Regions from separate parts of the Mus musculus genome. Here region 1 is linked to region 2. Evidence: chromatin contacts called from public Hi-C data. All regions are on one chromosome and are shown on one strand. The core of a region is the stretch at or near the end of the contact, and the rest is flanking DNA. Distances in the headings are between cores, read along the strand shown.

Region 1 (7,000 bases), core at 2,968-5,467, 78 kb before region 2:
GAGAGCATGGGAAACCTCTGAAGAGGTAGACAGAGGGCAGGTTGAGATACTCAGCCAGGATCACACCACAGGGCATGGCTGGGTCTGTGAACAGAGCATCAAACTTGTTCTCCCTGAGGAAGCTGAGGGTGGCAGAGTCCTTCAGGAGGCTCTGGCAGTTGGAAAAGAACATCTCCAATGTAAGCATGCTGTTCCTGTACTCTCTTAGAGGACCCATCAGGGGGGCACCAGGAACAAACTGGTTGCGTCCAAAGGTGCGAAAACGGGTCTGTAGTTCTTCTAGGCTGTAGGGAACTGAGAAAATTTTCCTCCTGTAGTATTTGGATTCTCCCAAAAGCAAATTGACTTCTGGCACTAGGACCACAATGTCATGTCCTCGTTCACTGAGATGCTCCACTATCTCCTTCATGCTAAGCCAGTGGCTTCCATCCTGGGGGACCACCAGCAGCTTGTCACCTAGAACTGAGGCCCAAAGCACTAGGAAGAGAAACCCTGCAGGAAGTGTCTGAGCAGCAGGAAGAAGGCAAGCCATCCTAGGGAAGGGAAGGCAACAATGAGTACCCCTGAGGCTGCAGGGCTCTCAGCTACCCTACTTACAAACTCAGCACCGACCTCAGGACTCCCTGCCTTCCTCTCCCTTATTCTAAAGCATGTCCTGTAATATGAAGGGATCTAAATTAATACTTAACCATATTCAGCAGGTGGCTGACTCTGTGTAGCCTATCAGCCTTTATTCGAGATTCTAGTTTTCTTATCTTTTTCTCCATTAATGGGCCAATCCCCCCAATAGACTTTTCCTACTGTTTAAAGAAAACCTGGAGGAGGCAGAACTAGGCCTTTAGTGGTTAGTGAAGAAATGGCTCTCTGTCAATGCACTGACACTTTCCTGCCAACTTTGTTCACAACAAGGGGGAAGCACTAACTTACCAGAGGACATATTTGATGTTTAAAGCAACACAGAGCCCTCTCCTCATAATTCCTAAATTTCACTGTCTTCTGTGTCTTTGGGCCTATGTGGCTGTATCTATAAAGGATGCCACACTTATAGGGTGGGACCCATCCTAAGGATCTCATCTTCACTAAGTTCATTTGCAATGACTGTGCAACCAAGCCTAATTTCATAGGTGCTGGACTTTGACTCCAGTGTAGTTTCTCGGGACACACATGTTAGGCCTTAACCCCAACCCACATCCGCACACAGTACAAACCTCAGAGTGCAGTTATGTCCTGCCTTCTATTTGGAGAAACTGAGTGCAGTTATGGCCAGCCATCTATTTTCGAAAAACTGAGGTTGCTGCCTAAGCAAAGGACAGTAGTTGTAACCCCTGGAGCTTTGAAAGAAACTAAAATTATCCACCTCTGCTTAACTGTTCACAAACTCTTGGTCTTTGAATTTCTTCACAGTCATCAAATGGTTAAAAATGATGGCAAGTTTAGTTTTTAAAACTTAATGGAGAACCAGGGATGAACTTTGGTCAGTAGAACACTTTCTTAGTCAGTAACCTTTGCACTCTGGGAGGGAGAGGCAGAAGGATCAGACGTTCAAGGTCATCCTAGCTACATAGTGAGTTTGAGAACAGCCTGGATTTCATGGGTGTTTGCCTCGAAAAAAGAAGCAGGCCTGAAGAGATGGCTCAGCAGGTAAGAACACTGACAAGTCCTCCAGAGTACCAAAGTTCAAATCCCAGCCCCCTCACAGCAGCTAACAGCTATGTGTAAACCAGATTCCAAAGGCTATGCTACTGTCTTCTTACCTCAGTGGACATATTCACAACACACATATTCTCATATAGACAAACACCCATACACATAAGACTGAAATCAATAATATGTCAAAACAAAGTTTTAAAAGACAACCTAAGTGGATTTTACTTGTAGTTCTAGAATCAGGCACCGCCTCACATAGAGTGAGTGTGTAGTGAGCCAACTAGGAGAGAGTCTAAGTCTAATATACAAGGCCTTCAGAGACCTTCACAATGCTCCTGTGGGCTAAAGAAGTCAAAGGGACTATTTTAAAAATCAAAGTTGACATACCCAACAAAGTTGACATATTCAAGAGAAGAATAAACCCATTTTGTTAACATACAACAGGTTGGGAGGATAGAAAACTGTCTAAAAGTTGCTTTGCTTGATGTTTTTCTCCAGTCCATTAACTGGTTGGCCTCCTAGGGAACAGCTGGAAATCCCTAATTTGCATTACAGTTTGTTCTGTTGCAATGCCACATAGCCTGAACTTTCCAGAAATTCCACAGCACCCTTGGAGGAAGATGTGCTCAGAAAAGCAAGTGACCATTTTGGTATTGCTAGCAGAAAACTGTGTTCATGTTCTAAAATGGGCTCCAAATGCCACTGGGCTCCAAGAATTTATTTTGAATCTCCTTGTTTGATATCAAATAAACTTTCCCACCTATGGCCCAAGCCTTTCTTATTGATGCATAGCATTGCTCTCTCTGAAATGACAGAACTCTGGAGAGTGAGAGCGACCTGGAGCACATATGATAAGCATGTTCCAGGGAAGGCAGAGCTCAGGGCTGATGTGAGCAGAGGGCTGCAGCTTTCAAGCCCTCCCTTTGGTGGTTTAAATGAAAATGGCCCCTGTGGGCTAATAGGAAGTAGCACTATTTAAAAAGTTAGGAGGCATGGCCTTGGAGTAGATGTGGCCTTGTTGGAGGAAAGGTGTCACTGGTGGTGGCCTTTGAGGTTTCAGGGGCTCCAGCCAAGGCCCAATGTGTCTCCCCCTCCCTGCTGCCTGCCAATCCAGATGTAGAATTCCTGGCTTTTTCTCCAGTACCATGTCTGCCTGCCTGATGCCATGCTTCCCACCCCCCCACCCCCCGACCATAATGGACTAAAGCTCTCAAATGTAAGCCAGCCCCAATTGCCTGTTTTCCTTTCTACAAGTTGCTGTGGTCATGGTGTCTCTTTATAGCCATAGAATCCCTAAGAAGCTCCCCCTAGATGATATGCATAATAAATACGATGTCAGCTCTGATCACCTGCTTCCTTTAAAGTGCTGCTAGTGTCCCATCCGTGACACCTTCCCTAGTGAGCCCATGGTCCAGCAGCCCAGAATGTGGCCCTGGGCCTCCTTCCCTTCCTTGCTATCCTCACCTTCTGTATATTTATGCCTCTCTCCCAACTACCAGTAGCATGTGCAGGTGTGGCCAATCAGTGTTCTAATGTCCCACCCTACCACACCCAGTGTTCCTCTCTATTGAGTCTGCAGCATGCAGATCAGTGTCCAGCATACAGGAGGTTCCGAGTACCAGATTGTATGTGAGTGAACTTGCATTGGGACTGCCTGTCCATTTTATCCTTGTGCCTCATTTTCAATGAAATAGTAAAAGGTCACTCCAGGAAAGACAAGCACAGAACCAGCTCCCTTTTGAGGGAGGAGCTGGTTGCTGACCCTTCCACATGTGTATAAGGGAAAAACCAACGACCCTTTCCTTCTGCACACTTTCACTCACACAGCTCTTGTGTTACCAGGCATGTATGAGTCAAGTCAACCACTTAGCAGAGTTGGCTACAGACCAGAGGCTCTTTTACTCAGCCTCAGAGCAGCTCTGCTCAAACCACTCAGAGAACTAAATCACTCAGTCAGAGGTTCATTATAGCAGCAGCACCCATAGTGCAACAAGACAGCAGTGGAGAAATGCCAAGAGCTTGGGGGAGAGACATGGCCGCTCTGTGTTCTTGGTGCAACCTATCCTCCACACCTTCAGCAACCTGGCAGCTCCCCAACCCAATCCCTCTGTGCTTTCATAGGGGCCGCATCATGAAATACAGGGGATGGGCTGATTGATTAAATTACCGTTGATCAGTAATCAACCCTAACTTCAATCCCTTTCTCTGCCCTTCCCTCTAATCTCAAAGCTGGTTCCAGACCCCATCCTTACAAACTTTCCAAAAGTTGCCCCTTAAGCATAAGCTTTAAGAAAACAGTACAACAGCTTATCACAAACAAACAGCACAGGTTTCCCTCCCACCCCTCATGAAATCAACAGGCATTTGGGAAGCTCTGCACAGGAAGACAAAAGCCCTTATCTTTCAAATTCTGTATTACTCTCTCACCACACATAATCTGTTACTTGCCTGTCAGATAGTAAGGTTAGAGACCTGTGCCTCTAGGTAGCACGTGATGAGGGCCCTTGAGCAAGAGTAAGAAATCTGGAAGTCGGTTTCCAGTCAGCCACCATCAGCCAGCATCTGAATTCTGGGTTTCCTAACCACCACCAAAGAGGGAGGGTTACATTTGTTCTGTTTGTTAATCACTGCTGAGGGCGGGCCAGGGAGTTATGGATGTTGAAATCAGGCTGCCCAGGGAGAAGTTGTTCTTTGCATCAAAAAACTGGCTCACCTAGACCTTGTCACATATATGCACATTTGAGCCTACATGCCAGGGCTTGCCTTAATCTTGGCACCACAGTGAGCTGAGACTCAGGAAAGCAAGACTGAAGGGGCCACCCCAAAAGGCAAGCAGGAACATAGCCAAGATGAAAGTTCTTTCTTTAAGGCTTAAATAGACTCCACTCAGTCCAAGCTGGAGTGGAGCATCAGCAGTGTGGGGATAGGGTGTTGATGTTTATTTATTTTTTAGTTTGTTTACTTTTAGTTGATTCTTTGTGGGTTTCATATTGTGCTCCCCAGTCCCACTCATCAACCATCCCCGTCATATCTGCCATTTGCCTTTAACACATGAACAAGCAGGCAAAACAAAAACAAAAAGCATAGAAAATATCTCATGGTAGAAGCTGTAATGCTGTCACAGTGTATCCCAGAGTATGTCTCTCTGTCCACACATCTTCACTTGTAAATGTTCATTGCACTGAGGCACTGGTCCAGTTTGAGATCTCTGGCTTCTGGGACATCATCAGGGTTTTTGACTCAGAATGAAAAGAGACAAGAGAGGATGCTGCCAACCTGGCTCACAGCAATGAGAAACCACTCCTCAGAGGCTCACAAAGGAAGCACACTGTACCTATGTCCTTGCTGAGCAGCTGAGCAAAAGATTTCTGGAGAATGTATTTAAGCAAGCTGGCATGGATTGGGGGAAGCAAGAGGAAATGTAGCCTCGGATTCTTTATGACAGACACACAATTTACCGAGGTCAGGGCCCTTCCTAGGAAAACCATCAGGTTCACCTGGGTACTGACAGGGGTAGGCTCATTATTTCCAGCAAGTCCATGGGGTCATAGGTTGAAATTAGGAAGAGGGCAGGAGAGGACAGCAAGGTTCTGTCAGAGCATCACCAGAGGGTGCCTTGCAAGCTTTGTTCATGAGATTTGACTCTACTGCTTCTTAGACTGGTGTGTGTGTGTGTGTGTGTGTGTGTGTGTGTGTGTGTGCGCGCACACACACACACAGAGAGAGGGGTGTGCAGGTGTCAGGAGTGTTTCTGTACCGGGCACCAGAAAAGGGAATGTGGCATGCCTGGCACTTCTATGTTTTATCCCTAAAGAACTGCTGCAGGAGACTCAGTCCAGTCAAGGGCGAGGATACAGGCTCAGGGTGTCTTGCATTACATTTTTCCTACCTATACAGGGGAAGGTCAGCTTTAACCTAGGGATTTCTGAAGAACAACAAATGGGGCTTGGGGCACACACCAGTGGAATGAAGGCATAGATCTTGGGATAGAACCACCCTGTATGGGTAATAATGCCGCTCCCCAAATTGAATGAAGAACAGCTAGCATCTGGAGTAGGAAGGAGGTCTGAAAGTTGACAGGGGACAGTTTCATTCCAGAAGCTGAGGGCTATCTGGAAAGGTCAGCCATGAAGAGTAATTCCCTTCTCAAGAACTCACCCTTCCAGATCCTTCAGATACCTAAGCCCAGGAATTAGAGGCCCAGGACCTACAAGATGACAGAAGACCTACAGAACAATTTCAGACTTAAAAAATCTGAATACAGAACACAAAAAAGGCAAAACCAAATCCATGAATTTCCCTGGTTTTGTTTCTGCTGCTGTGGTAAAATACTCTGATAAACAGAAGCTTATCGGACACAGGCTTATTTTACTTGCAAGTCCAGATTCTAGTCCATCCTTATGGAGAAGGTAAGATGGCAGAACCTGAAACAGCAGACAGAAGATCATCAAGCAAGGGCAGAGAAAAATAAACGTGTGCATGATTAGGACTTAGCTAGCTTTCTCTAATCATATGCTGTCCAGGGACCCAAAGCAGGGAATGATGCTTCTCGCTCTCAAGTGGGATCTACATCAATTGCAGCAAGCAGAACCATCTGCTACGGATGGACACTGCCATAGGCCAACCCAAAGTAGATAATCCAGGTGAGTCTGGGTTGTATCAAGTTGGTGATGAAACCAACAGTTCTTTTAATGTTTAAACAAACATGAGTATAATTATAGGCACATAAAGATATACTCAACTCAAGTCATCAAGTTACTTAAACAATCCATGCAAATTTAGAACCTGAGTTTGGACCCCCAATGTTTACAAGAAACTTGAAACGTAGGGAGTGTGAGCAGCCCCAGTGAGTGTAGTGCCTGGTGAATGAGTATTTTGACATGAGCATGACCTGTTTAGGTTTCTGAGAATTATCCATGATAAATTGGCAAAGTCATTATCCACATTGGTGAGCTAGGAAGCAGAGAACCTTGAGTAATCCCAGCATTGTTGTGCTGTGTGCCTGTCCTGTCTTCTTTCTCTCATCACCACCCCTAGTCAGGCATTTGGTACCCAAGCGAATCAGGAAGCAGCATCCTGGCACCACAGCATGGACTTGCAATCCCAGCTCTGGGGAGGCAGAGAAAGAAAGAGTCCTGGTGCTCACCGGCTAGCCAGTCTAGATGGGTTGATAAGTACAGTTACAGTGAGAGAGAGATGGTGACTGAAGAAAGTAACACGGAGTACAATGTGATGTCGTCTTTCATGCTTATACACGCATACACACACATACATGCACACTCACTCACAAGCCTGAGCACACATACATGCACACTCACTTATTCACAAGCATGAGCATACATGCACACTCACA
Region 2 (6,224 bases), core at 1,005-3,504:
TGTACTCATATACATGAAATAAATAAATCTTTTTAAAAATAAAAAAAGAGATACCTATAAAATGACTCTCACTGGTATTCTGCTGGAGTCATAGTCAGGGTCTTATTCAGCCATCAGCATAGCTGCTTCCTCTTGCAGCAGATGGAAACAAACACAGAGACCCACAGCAAGACATTTCAGGGAGACAGACCCTGGAATACACAGCTCTAAAGGAGATATCTCCATCAAATCCCTTCCGTCAGAGCTCAGGGAACTCCAAGGAGGAGGAAGCAGGAAGAATTGGGGAGAAGGAATTGACACAGGGCACCAGAAAAACAAAGCCCTGTAAAACAACTCAGCAAAGCTCAAAAGAACTCACAGATACTGACACAGTGCACACAGGGCCAACATGGGGTTGCACCAGGTCAGCTGCAGATAGATGTACTTTAGTTTTCAGTATAGTACTGTTATGGAACTCTGAATGTGTCAGCAAGTGGTTCCCACAGTCTGGTATATGAGAATAGTATGATTCTTGTGCCTTGTCTTGGGCCACATTGATTTTTCTGTTGAATTGTCCAGCACTGAAATGTAAATTTCTGTTTTATCTGGTGTGTTCTTAAAAACAAGAAACTGACAGACATTACATCCTAGGTATCATATCAATAACTTTTGAAGTTTGGGCAATCTGTATGAGTACTCCTATAGAGGATAACCTACACATACTGAATGCTGCTCCAAGGCTTGAAGTGTTTTGTCAATGTTTACAAAAACATTAAAATGCAGCTTGAAGGGGTTTTGTTCTTGTTGTTGTTTTTGTTGTTGTTGTTATCTCTCTAAATTCCTCTTCTAGGTTAGAATACAAATGATCCGGTGGCATTATGGCATTTTCAGAGGTTCAGTGCTTTCCTCTGGCTCTCTCCACTCCCCAGCTGCCCAGCATTACCTCCACATGTTCTCTTCCTGCCCCTGAATAGTCCTGCTTCTGTGTTGAAGTGGCATGTCTATCATTACTGTCCTTGCTCCTACTCAGGAAAGTTTTCTTTCCTCTCCCCTTACTAATCATGACCTACACACACAATGTGAATCATAAAAGTAAATTCAAAATTTGATTGTACCTTGGAATTTATGTATAAATATCTCACAGCTGTACACATCCATATCAATAAGTCACCTATATGGAAATTATTCTCCTAATTAGAAATTGGCAAAGAACAATTCTCTAACCCAAAAGAAATTGCATATACAAGAATACAAACAGTAAATCACAAATCAGTAAAGAATTTCTTTATATATTGTCCAAAGCTAGAGTTCTCCTCATGTGCTAAAGCATATATAACATACCTTGGAAAGTGGCTTCCCCTGGAGACAGTTCATCCCACCAACAAAGACCATGTTGGGCATCACAGGTCTGGGGAACTCCAACACAAAGTCAGTGCATAACAACCAAATAGACACTGGGCAAAAGAGGTCTGTCATAGTCACTGGGGTCTGCAGAACTTCAGAGGCAATTTCAACAGCAGTTTTGTAAAGATAGGGGCAAAATACATCGTCTTGAATGTAGATAAGATGGTTCCACACTCTCTCCTTGAAAGTCATGGTGCCTGTGTATTTTGAGAAAAGTCCAGGAACATAAGAAGGAAGACTCGGACACTGGGCACCCTCTTCAAGATAGTAGCAAAATGAAAGTCTTGCAAAGATCACTGATGGGAGTGACAGATATTTGGCAATAGTTAAGCCACACATATCAAAAGGATTCAGAAACACTGCATCAAAAGAAGTCTGCTTCAATTACTCCACTAACTTCTTGTCGTTAAACAAACTCCTACAGTGTGAAAACATCAGTTTAAAGAAACCACTGGCTGAGCCTGTCATGAAAGAACGTATACTTTGTTCTGGAGTTTTCCATTGAGTGTAAGTAAAATACTTGAACTCTCTCTCCAGGTCCTCCAGAGTGTGAGAAATTGAGTATGTCTTCATTGTACAATTCAGGGATTTCCCCAGCCGCCAACTCACCTCTGGGATTACTACCACCACCTCATGCCCTCTCTGAATGAGTTTCTCCACAACCATCTGCATGTCAAACCAGTGGCTCCCATCCATGGGCACCACCAGCAGCCTGCCTGCCTGGACCAAGCCTGAGGCCAGGAGCAGACATAGAGGAAAGGAGGCAGGAAAGGTTGCAGGAGTCATGTTAAAAATCAGAGCCCAGAGTAATCCAGTTGCTATGACTGTAGGATTTTCTAATAGTTAGAAACACAAGACCTTCTGCAGTGTACACATGTATTTGCATGTTTGCAAGTGACGTTAAATTCAGTGTTAATGATTTACTCAAAAGAGCAATACTTAACTGCACTGACAGAAATATCTTTCATATGCTCTCCAGGTAAAAAATGGTTATGATCTTTGCTTAGGAAATATCATGACTTCTATTTCAGAAACAGTTTGGAATGAGTCATGAAACAATATTTTAGGTGTTGACAATTCCGAAAAAGTAAGAGGCTGCCTTAAAGGGGTCTCTTCAACTACCACACGGTCATTTATACAGCATAGGAACTGAAGCTCAGCAGGAGAGACAGTGAGAGTCACCAAGTAGAGGTAGAGAGTGCTAGAGGTCACACAGAAGCAGGATACTCCCTAAAGGACACATTTTGTTTTAAAGGACTTCTCAGGTCTCAAATCAATTCTAAGTTGCTTTGAGTTCATGGATCTGAGAGTTTAGGAGTCTTGACTGACAGGTACTGAGCCTTGGGACTCTGCCCTGCTGTAGGACTCCAGTCATCTAATAAGCCAGCCACTGTCCCTGTCAAAATAGGAAACACTCACTGTTTTAGATATTCACTAGGAGGCTTTTGTTCTTTTAAGCAACGTTTCTAAGACAGGATGGCTTTTATTTCTAAGCCTGGCTTTTGGACAGACATCTGGACACAAGATAGAAGATGAAGAGCACCTGACCTCTAAAAACTCGTTGACTCCAATGATGAGGGTCAGATTACTTTACTCCAGGCACCATGGCTGGGGGTGGGGGCGAGGGTGTGTGGGAGGGTTGGAGAGAGGTGCTCTTCTAGGAACCAATGGGCCTGAAGCCTAGGACTTGCATCTTTCATCACAGTTCCTGGAGAGACTGATGGACTTAGTCCTGGTATTGAGTGAGGCAGGATATAATGACTATGTAAGGCAGTGTCTTTTTTTTAAAGAATGGAACTTTAATCTTTATTTACAGGACATGACAGGGTATGAAATTCCAAATAGAAATAAATTCAGAGGACAGCTTCATAGAGTATGTACAGTTTATAACTGTTCAAGTATAGTTTCTTTTGTAAAAAGTGCGACAATAACAAACCACATTTAAAAAGAGTTCTTAGTAGAGAAAACAGTAAGACAAATCTATGAGAACATAGAATAGCACAGCACATAGCTATTTTGTGCCTTGGCTGGACATTAGAAGTTAAAGGTCCCGGGAGCTCCATCCTGAACTTGGAAGGCAAAGCCTTCAGAGGTAGTTTCTGGCAACACATTTTGATCTTCCTCCACTGAGAAGTACTTCTTAATTAAGTTCAATGAGGCCTTGTATACAGACTCATTTTCATGGCTCTGTAGTGCTTCAATTTTATCCAATCCTCCACACTCTTCAATCATTATACTGAGCTTTTCTGTCACACATAGTTTCTCTGCAGCCTGAAAGATATTTGATGTGGCATCAAGAATAACCTGAATAATCTTGGTATCTTTTGCACTCAGGAGGTTCATCAAAGGTTCTGTTATCCCACAATGAATGAGATATACAATCTGCTCAACAGTCCCACCGCTGGTATAGTTGGTTATAGCCCACACGGCCTCCTTCTGTGTCTTAATGTCTGCCTTAGAGAGGACACCAACAAGAAGGGGGACTAGGCTGTGATTCACAACTTGCTGTATCTGGTCCTGGCGTCCAGCTGTAATGTTTGACATTGTCCATGTGGCCTCCTTCTGAATGTTAGTTTTGGGGTTTGTTAGCAGGCTGGGAAAGACTGCAAGTGCTCCTGCATCTATCACTTTCTGAGTCTGTACATCTGTTCCAGTGACAATATAACCTATGGCTCTTAGTGCAGGAGTCACAATGGGCAGTTCAGTAACTCCTAGAAGCTTCACAAGTTGGGGAACAACTCCTTTCTTCACAATCATCTCAATGCGCTCATTTGGACCATCAGTCAGGTAGGAAATGGCCCAGCAGGAATCTACTAATACTTCTGGATCATTGTGGTGCAGGAGTCGAACTAAAGTAGGAAGAATCTGCTCAACAGCGTCTAAGGGAGGTGCAGGGTTCTTATTTCGACAAAGGTTTGAAAGGGTCCTGGTAAGATTACGTAAGTAACCACATGCTAAGGATGACAGATCAGGAACTGCTAGAAGTGCCAACAGTGGGTCAATCGCACAGTGTTTGATAACTAAGTCTCAGAAAGCTGAACCATCACCTGCAATGTTTCCAAGAGCCCATACAGCTGCTCGCTGATGTGAGCATGGGGAGATGCCAAGAGAGAAAGAAACGCTGGGATAGCACCTCCATCCACCACAGATTTGGTCTGTTCAGATGTTCCAGAAGCAATGTTGGTGAGTGCCCACACAGACTCAAACTGAATGGGACTACAATAAATTTTACCCAAGAAGGACACAAATTTTGGGATCAAACTAGCCCGGATGACGTTGTCTATAGGAGGCTGTTTCTCTCTAGAAAGCAATTTCTGAGCAGCTTGAGTAGCTTGGAGCTGGCTTTCCAAATTGTTACTGTTTTTGCCTTAAACAATGTCCTCAACAGACCAATTTACAGTCCCCTGGTTGTTCCGGTTTTCCTGTAGCGGAAAAGTATCATCAACAGGAAAGGAGCTGATGTTTCCCTTTTCAGCATCTGCTCATCTTTTTTAGCTTTCCTGAGTTCCACATTAACTTCTATTCTGCAGCAACGCATTTCTGTACTGTCCTTCCCCTTGTTCTTGAATCTGTTAAGTTGGGCAGCTGGTAAGTTAGCATTCTCGTTCGTGGACATGGCTGCAGGAACAAGGAGGAAAGCTGTACAGCCGGCTCAGACTTCCATGAAAGGTGGTGCAGGGCACTCAAGCTGCGGGTAGGCGGCTGTGGAAACGTCTAGGCAGTGTCTTTTTAATGGAGACTCTAATCACTTAATGCTTACAACAGGAGTCATGAAAATCCTTTGACTTGGGTGTAAAACAGTGATGCTCTGAGGAATTGGCTCACCACAGTGTAGACACAGAACTCCTCTCACCACAGGCACCAGGGCAGTGTGACCTCTATGGAGAGACTCTCGGGGGAAAGTTATGATGATTTCACCAGATATAGTGAGCATTTCCTGGTATTACTATCATCAAAAATCCTAGTTACACCTAGCACAGTGAACACAAATACATGCCTAGACACGTGAGTTTCCTTCTCAACACACAGATATAAATCCATCCATAGCTTCTGTTCCCCAACAACACAAACACTATATATGAAACCTGGCTGCCATATGAAATAATAGAATAGGCACATACATCTTCCCAGAGTTGTTTGATTGTTTAGATCTATAGTTGTGCTGTATACAAGCTCTTTATTAAGAGCCTCCACGTATGCACATACATGTGATTCTGTGTGGCTGAGCACAATGTGTGAGGCTGAGGGTTATAGTGGTTGTGATGGTGAGGGTGGTGGTTTGTGTATGTGTGTATAACTAAGAGTGTGGGGTGTGCATGAGTGTGGCACATGCCCAAATTTATTACTCAGCAACCCTATGTCTTGTCTCATGAGACTTCAGAACATAATACAGAAACATGTCGATATAAAGAAACTATTAAAGAGCAGTTAGCACAGTCTTCTTCACAAAATCAAAAGATAGAAAGCTAGTAAATATCACCAGTTATCACTCAGAAAATAAGGTCATTCGGTGAAAAGATCATAATGTGATCACTAAAGGAGGGTGCCAAGTCTGTTAAGCTTTGGCTTGTGTCTCTAATGTATTTATTGTCAAGCAGAATGCATGGAAAAGAACATCTTGTATCTTTATGACTTTGTTAAGGTGGTCCACTCTTTCAACACCCATTCAATATAGTACTTGAAGTCTTACCTAGAGCAATAAGGCAACTAATGAGATCAGGGAATGCAAATTGATAAAGAAGAAGTCAAGTTGCCTTTATTTGCAGATGATATGATAGTGTATATATGTGTCCCTAAAAGTTCCACCAGGGAATTCTAACAGCTATTGAACACTTTCAGTA

Evidence for each region. Hi-C and Micro-C count contacts between places; a contact is called where the count stands out from the background.
Region 1: a contact with region 2 is called in a Hi-C map of liver, with 3 times the contacts expected there. The contact joins the promoter of Ugt1a6b here to the enhancer-like site in region 2. A contact is called at or near these places in 3 of 39 promoter capture datasets (erythroid cells, liver and macrophages), 3 of 484 Hi-C or Micro-C datasets (bone marrow-derived macrophages, cortical neurons and liver), 1 of 115 datasets of contacts at active chromatin or transcription factors (acute myeloid leukemia) and 1 of 9 other capture datasets (liver).

The regions. Positions count from the first base shown.
Region 1 is chr1:88,100,474-88,107,473 of GRCm38.p6, reverse strand. Ugt1a6b (UDP glucuronosyltransferase 1 family, polypeptide A6B) reads right to left here and starts at 4,217. Exons shown (of 6, transcript NM_201410.3): 1 at 4,096-4,217; 2 at 1-533. The coding sequence starts at 532. All of the region lies in intron 1 of Ugt1a10 (UDP glycosyltransferase 1 family, polypeptide A10), which reads right to left. All of the region lies in intron 1 of Ugt1a9 (UDP glucuronosyltransferase 1 family, polypeptide A9), which reads right to left. The region is part of intron 1 of Ugt1a8 (UDP glucuronosyltransferase 1 family, polypeptide A8); the gene reads right to left. It also overlaps Ugt1a7c.
Region 2 is chr1:88,021,156-88,027,379 of GRCm38.p6, reverse strand. It overlaps the pseudogene Gm5832 and the pseudogene Gm15375. Among named protein-coding and RNA genes, the nearest start is that of Usp40, 16 kb to the right of the region's middle. Within about 2 kb of position 2,254, at least 3 of the 459 cell types and tissues checked have an H3K27ac peak or open chromatin away from gene starts, as enhancers often do. A contact at or near this core is called in liver, where this site is marked.